Linked DNA regions of Anas platyrhynchos: region 2 is linked to region 1. The links are chromatin contacts, called in public Hi-C maps. All regions are on one chromosome and are shown on one strand. The core of a region is the stretch at or near the end of the contact, and the rest is flanking DNA. Distances in the headings are between cores, read along the strand shown.

The links. Hi-C and Micro-C count contacts between places; a contact is called where the count stands out from the background.
Region 2: a Hi-C map of F5 follicle shows a contact between it and region 1, with 2.3 times the contacts expected there. The contact joins the promoter of SDC3 here to the enhancer-like site in region 1. A contact is called at or near these places in 6 of 8 Hi-C or Micro-C datasets (F1 follicle, F5 follicle, liver and 3 more).

The regions. Positions count from the first base shown.
Region 1 is chr24:5,491,886-5,494,740 of IASCAAS_PekinDuck_T2T, forward strand. No RefSeq gene overlaps it. Among named protein-coding and RNA genes, the nearest start is that of SDC3, 84 kb to the right of the region's middle. Within about 2 kb of position 1,321, at least 4 of the 8 cell types and tissues checked have an H3K27ac peak or open chromatin away from gene starts, as enhancers often do. A contact at or near this core is called in F5 follicle, small yellow follicle and subcutaneous adipose tissue, where this site is marked.
Region 2 is chr24:5,576,187-5,578,886 of IASCAAS_PekinDuck_T2T, forward strand. It overlaps SDC3 (syndecan 3), which reads right to left and starts at 1,259. Exons shown (of 5, transcript XM_038167345.2): 1 at 1,021-1,259. The coding sequence starts at 1,128.

The DNA.
Region 1 (2,855 bases), core at 71-2,570:
TGAATAATGCTGCTGGGCCCCCACATCATCATAAAGATGCCTTCCTCTCACACTACCAACAAAGACAGTAAACTGAATTTTCTAATTTTCTGGGCATAAATCTAATCACAAATTTTTTCCTAGAAGCAACATGACCAAAGGCAAGTCGTGGTTTACCAATTTATTAAAGGCAGCTTTAGGTGGATTAATATCAGCACAAAAATGTTGCATGGCACCAAGACCTGCTGTTATTTCAAATGTGTTCAGGGTTCCCGGGAACCCCCCAGGCTGGAAATATTACTAGGGTAGCTGCAGCAGGAAGGGAAGGCTGGACTTTTAGGCAAGGCATGGGGTGATTTCTTCCCAGACAAGCCAGACCCTGCGCCTTTGGACCATTTTGTATATCCCAGGCTGGAAAGGGCTCAAAAAAAATCATCTATCCCATGTCATATTCCCATCAGTATACCCCTGCCAGCTTTATCAAAGTTCCCCTTGATCTGCCTTGGTGCAAGCGAGACAGAAAGAGTCACAGTGCAGTAAGAAAGGTGGAGAAGACAAATATTTGCTGAGCTTAGCCCAAGCACTTCTCCACAACTTTGCTTCCCCCAACCTGTGGCACTCAGCTCAGGGCTGCCCGTGCGTTTCTGTTGCATTTGCTCTGCAGAGAGCTGGAAGTCAGCATTTTGGGCATCCTACAGAGCACCAGAGAAGGGGCTGGAGGAGCAGAAGTGTTCTGCTCACACCCTGCCCCAAAGCATTTCCCTCACTGGTGAGGTGCTGAGGATGCTCCCGCTCAGCAGTCCTGGGGCTTGCAGAGCTGAAACCTGGCTTTGGGCACAAAAAATGCCCAAAGTGATCTGCGAGCTATTCCGGACAACAAACTAACCACAAACTGTCTCTTTTTCTTTATGCAATGTGATAACAAATAATCTTGGCTGCTTCTTGGGCAGGGAGGGGTTGTAGTGCTCCTTCCACCAGAGATGGGGAAACTGAGGCACAAACCCACTCACTGCAGCGAGCTGCAGGCTCGGCCTCTCCGGCCTTTTCTTTCCTGAAGAGCAATTCAGAGGGAAGAAAAAAAAAAGGCACGACTGATTTATTATAACAAAGCAAGCCAGCTCAAGCACCCCTCCCCAGCTTTCCAACAAAAGCAGAGCTTCACCCAGACGTTTTATGGGCGCAGCGTGACACTCTCCATAGAGACGGAAATGTTTATTTAGCCAAAACCCGACGTGCCCCCGCCGAACGGCCTCGTCAGACATTTTTCAAGCTGCCCTGATTTATACAAAGCCGGGAGCTGTGGCCCAGCCTCCCTCGCCCTTGCAGAGGGATTTTTCTCCCAGGGTTGGATGCTTTTAACTGCAGCGGTGCTGGGAGCCCTGCCCAGGGCCAAGGCGCTTCTGCGAGCACCAGAGCTCGCTCGACTGAAAGGTCAAGGGATGGAAATGGAAACATGCCCTAAAAAAGAAGAATTCCCGGGTGTAGGCAGCGGAGATTGTTCATCTCGGGCTGTTTACACAAGGAGAAGCAGCTCCCAAATAACCCCGAGCAGGGCAATGGCTGGTTTTACAGCCTGTTCCTTCAGTGACCTGCTGGCTATTACCTGACCGGGAGATTTAACGTGTCAGGAGGGTGAGGGGTGGCTGCTTTCCTCCCCCCTCACCACCCCTTTCCGCCCCGTAATGGGCTGCATCTGCCGAGCAGAGCCGGCGAGGCCGGGGGGGCTGCGGGGGGAGCCTGGATCCCATTAACAAGCGCTGGGATCCTGCAGGAGAGGAGCCTCAGAGGGGCTTAGGGGGTGCTGTGATGCTTTGGGGAGACCTTGCCCGGCATCTTGCAGGGGTAGAGGGTGGCTGGTTCTCCAAGGGGTTCCCCAGCTCCAGGCTGGCTCCATGGGAGGATTTCTGCACCCCCTTGGGTCCCTGGAGGTGTCCCAGGAGCTGCCCCCATCCCAGCATCGCTCACACAATGCTGCTTGCTTCGGGTTTGATAAATTCAGCGAGTGGGGTTTGCCAGCTCCCTTCCAAGGTCAGACCTGCCCGTGGGTGGAAAACAATGCAAATTCGGTTTCAAGCCAGCCAAAGGTCGAGCTCTGGAGCATCCATTGGGAGCAAGGTTACAGAAGTGGAAAACAAAGCACGAACCCCTCCGGTTCCTGTTTGGTTTCTGCGATCCCTCTCCCCTCAAATCCTGCAAAAACACCGAGCCCTTTGACACGGGAGGACAACTTGCATCCCAGCGGGGCTGTTTCCAACCAAGCCATGAACAAACCTTTAATTAAGCGGATTTAATTCATAAACGTACGGCGGGCTGCGAAGCTTTCCCTGATGTGCCTCAGTGTATCTGCAGGCTGGAAACACCCCACGGCTCAAAGGCTTTGCAGGCAGCCTAAGGAGGTTGCGTGGGTCAAATGCAGCCATCCAACTTCTGCAAACTGCAGAGCTGTGGGAAATGGGGGCCAGGGGGTTACGGGAGAAAACGGCTTTTCTGCTGACACATCCATGCTGGAGCAGGCTGGGGGCAATGCAGGCATGGTGGATGGAGGCAGTAACAGGGGCAGAGCTGGCTCCTGCCACCTGCACCCTGATTGGAAATTCTCCTGGCTTTGGAGTACCCTGTGCACTTTTTCAACCTGCTTACGCTCTCTGCAACGCTTCCAGCCATGATGTGCTCAGCTGGCCAAAGTCTGGGGCTGTTCTCACTTGCTGGTGACCTGCAAAGCCCTTCAAGAGCCCCAGCTGAGTGCTGCTCGGGGAGGGGAGAAGTCTGCCCCTGCTCCAGGCTTTGGTGGCACTGACATCCAGTAGCTAGGCACAGAGAGGACGATGGCCCATGCTTGGGAAACAATATCGCCCCTAATCCCCAAATTGTGTCTC
Region 2 (2,700 bases), core at 9-2,508, 84 kb after region 1:
CCCGGCACGCACAGCATCGCCCTACAGCCGCCACCCCAAGAGCCACCCGGGTCCCTCAGGTGTCCCCATAACCAAACCACGGCACGGGGAGTGCAGGGCACGGGGAACCTGCTCGAGGCTGGCTCCGGCATTGGGGTTCCCCTGGCTGCACGGGGGACGGGAGTGCCACAGCCCTGACCCCTTCCCCCTGCCCAAATCCCTCTCCTGGGAGCGGGGCTGGAAAATCCTCCTGGATGGGGAGCCGGGAACCAGAGAGGGGATGGGAAACGTTGGGATCGGGGGGTCTCAGCCCCACAGGGGGGGCAGCACCGGGGCAGGGCTGGATCTTTGCAGGGTCGGGGCCAAACCCCACAAGTTTCTCTCCCCCTCCAGAAGCGGGGAGGGGGCACAGGTGGGATTTTCCCCCCGGCCGCCCATCGGGGCTGCTTCAAGGCGTGTTTCCCCATGACCTTCAAACGGCATCTACCTGCAGCCCCCCCCCGCGCACCCTGGCACCCTGCGCCCCCCCCTCGGCTGCCTGCACCCCAAAAACCTCAGCCTGCACCCGGCTGGGGGCGAGCATCACTTGGGGGGGGGGGGGGACACATCCCTTGGGGACAGGAGCATCCCTTGGGGCCGGGAGGACACACGCTGGGGGGAGGAACACGGCTTAGGGGGGCACCCTCTGAGGGGGGGGGCATCCCTTGGGGTTGGGGGGAGCATCCTTTGGGGGGGGGGGACTGTAGGGGAGGAGGTTGTAGGGGGTGTGGGGAGAGGTTGGGGTGGGGGGCTGCTGCTCTTCAGGGGGGCTGCAGCGGGTGGGGGGGGTGGGGGGGGGCTGAAGATATTTTTATAGCTTCGCTCTGCCCCAAAACTCCCCATCACCCCCCCAAAACCAAACCAAACCAAACCAAACCCGAACCCCACCCTCCAAAGACCCGCGCCCACCCCCCGACATCCAACATCGGGGTCCCCTTCCCCTCACCCTTACCCCCCTAAACGCCCCCCCCCCCCAGACCCCTCGCCCCCCCCCACACTCACCGCGGCGGGGCGGGCTCCCCCCCCCAGCAGCAGCAGCAGCAGCAGCAGCGGCACCGCGAGGCCCCGCGGGCCCCGGGCGGGCGGCGGCGGCGGCGGCTCCGCGGGCATCTTCGGGCAGCGGCGGCGGCGGCGGGGCGGGGACGGAGCCTTTGTTGCCGCCGCCGCCCGCGGGAGGCGGTGTGCGAGCGGGGAGGGGGGGGGGGCCGCCGCCGAGCCGCCCGGCACAGCCCCAGCCCCAGCCCCAGCCCCAGACCCTCCCCGGCACGGCTCGGCACGGCTCGGCCCTCCCCCGGCCCGCACGGCTCTGCCCCGCCCCGCCCCGCCTCGCTGAGAGGGGAGGGGGACGCCCCTAAAGGGGGGGGGGTATGGGGTATGGGGGGGTGTGGGAGGGTATGGGGGAAATTGGGGGTGGGGGGGGTATGGGGGGTATGGGGGGGTTGGGGGAATATGGGGGGAGTAAGGGGAATATGGGGTGTGGGGGGGATTGGGAGGGTTGGGGGGAATGGGGGGGTTGGGGGAAAATTGGGGGTGGGGGGGTTATGGGGTGGCAGGGGGGAATGGGAGGGTGGGGGGGAAATGGGAGGGTATGGGGGAATCTGGGGGAATCTGGGGGGTGGGGGGAAATGAGGGGTTAGGGGGAATATGGGAGGGGTTGGGGGAATAAGGGGGGCAGGGGAAATATGGGGAGTTGGGGGGAATGGGGGGTGTGGGGGGGATTGGGAGGGTTGGGGGGGTTATGGGGGAGTTGGGGGGAATGGGAGGGTGGGGGGGAAATGGGAGGGTATGGGGGATTCTGGGGGAATCTGGGGGGTGGGGGGGAAATGAGGGGTTAGGGGGAATATCAGGGGTAGGGGGAATATGGGGAGTTGGGGGAAATGGGGGGTGTGGGGAGGATGGGGAGGGTTGGGGAGAATGGGGGTTTGGGGGGAAAATTGGGGTTGGGGGGTTATGGGGTGGCAGGGGGGAATGGGAGGGTGGAGGGAAAATGGGAGGGTATGGGGGATTCTGGGGGAATCTGGGGGGTGGGGGGGAAATGAGGGGTTAGGGGGAATATGGGAGGGGTTGGGGGAATAGGGGGGCAGGGGGAATATGGGGAGTTGGGGGAAATGGGGGGTGTGGGGGGATTGGGAGGGTTGGGGGGAATGGGGAGGTTGGGGGAAAATTGGGGTTGGGGGGTTATGGGGTGGCAGGGGGGAATGGGAGGGGAGAAGGAATATAGGGGGTAAGGGGGAAAATAGGGGGTGAGGGGGAAATGGGGGGTTAGGGGGAATATGGGACGGGTGGGGGGAATGGGGAAATATGGGGGAAAATTGGCAGTGGGGGGAATGGGAGGGTGGGGGGAAAATGGGAGGGTATGGGGGAATATGAGGGGTGGGGGGGGAAATGTGGGGTTAGGGAGAATATGGGAGGGGTGGGGGGAATGGGGGCTTTGGGGGAAAAATTGGGGGTGGGGGGGTATGGGGGGTTGGGGAGAATGGGCAGGTAAGGGGAATATGGGGAGTTGGGGGGATTGGGAGGGTTGGGGGAATGGGGGGGTTGGGGGAAAATTGGGGTTGGGGGGTTATAGGGTGGTAGGGGGAATGGGAAATGGGGGGAATATGGGGGGTGGGGAGGTTATGGGGGGATTTGTGGGGATATGGGGTGGAGGGGAATAAGGGGGTGGGGGGGGGGGAATGGGGG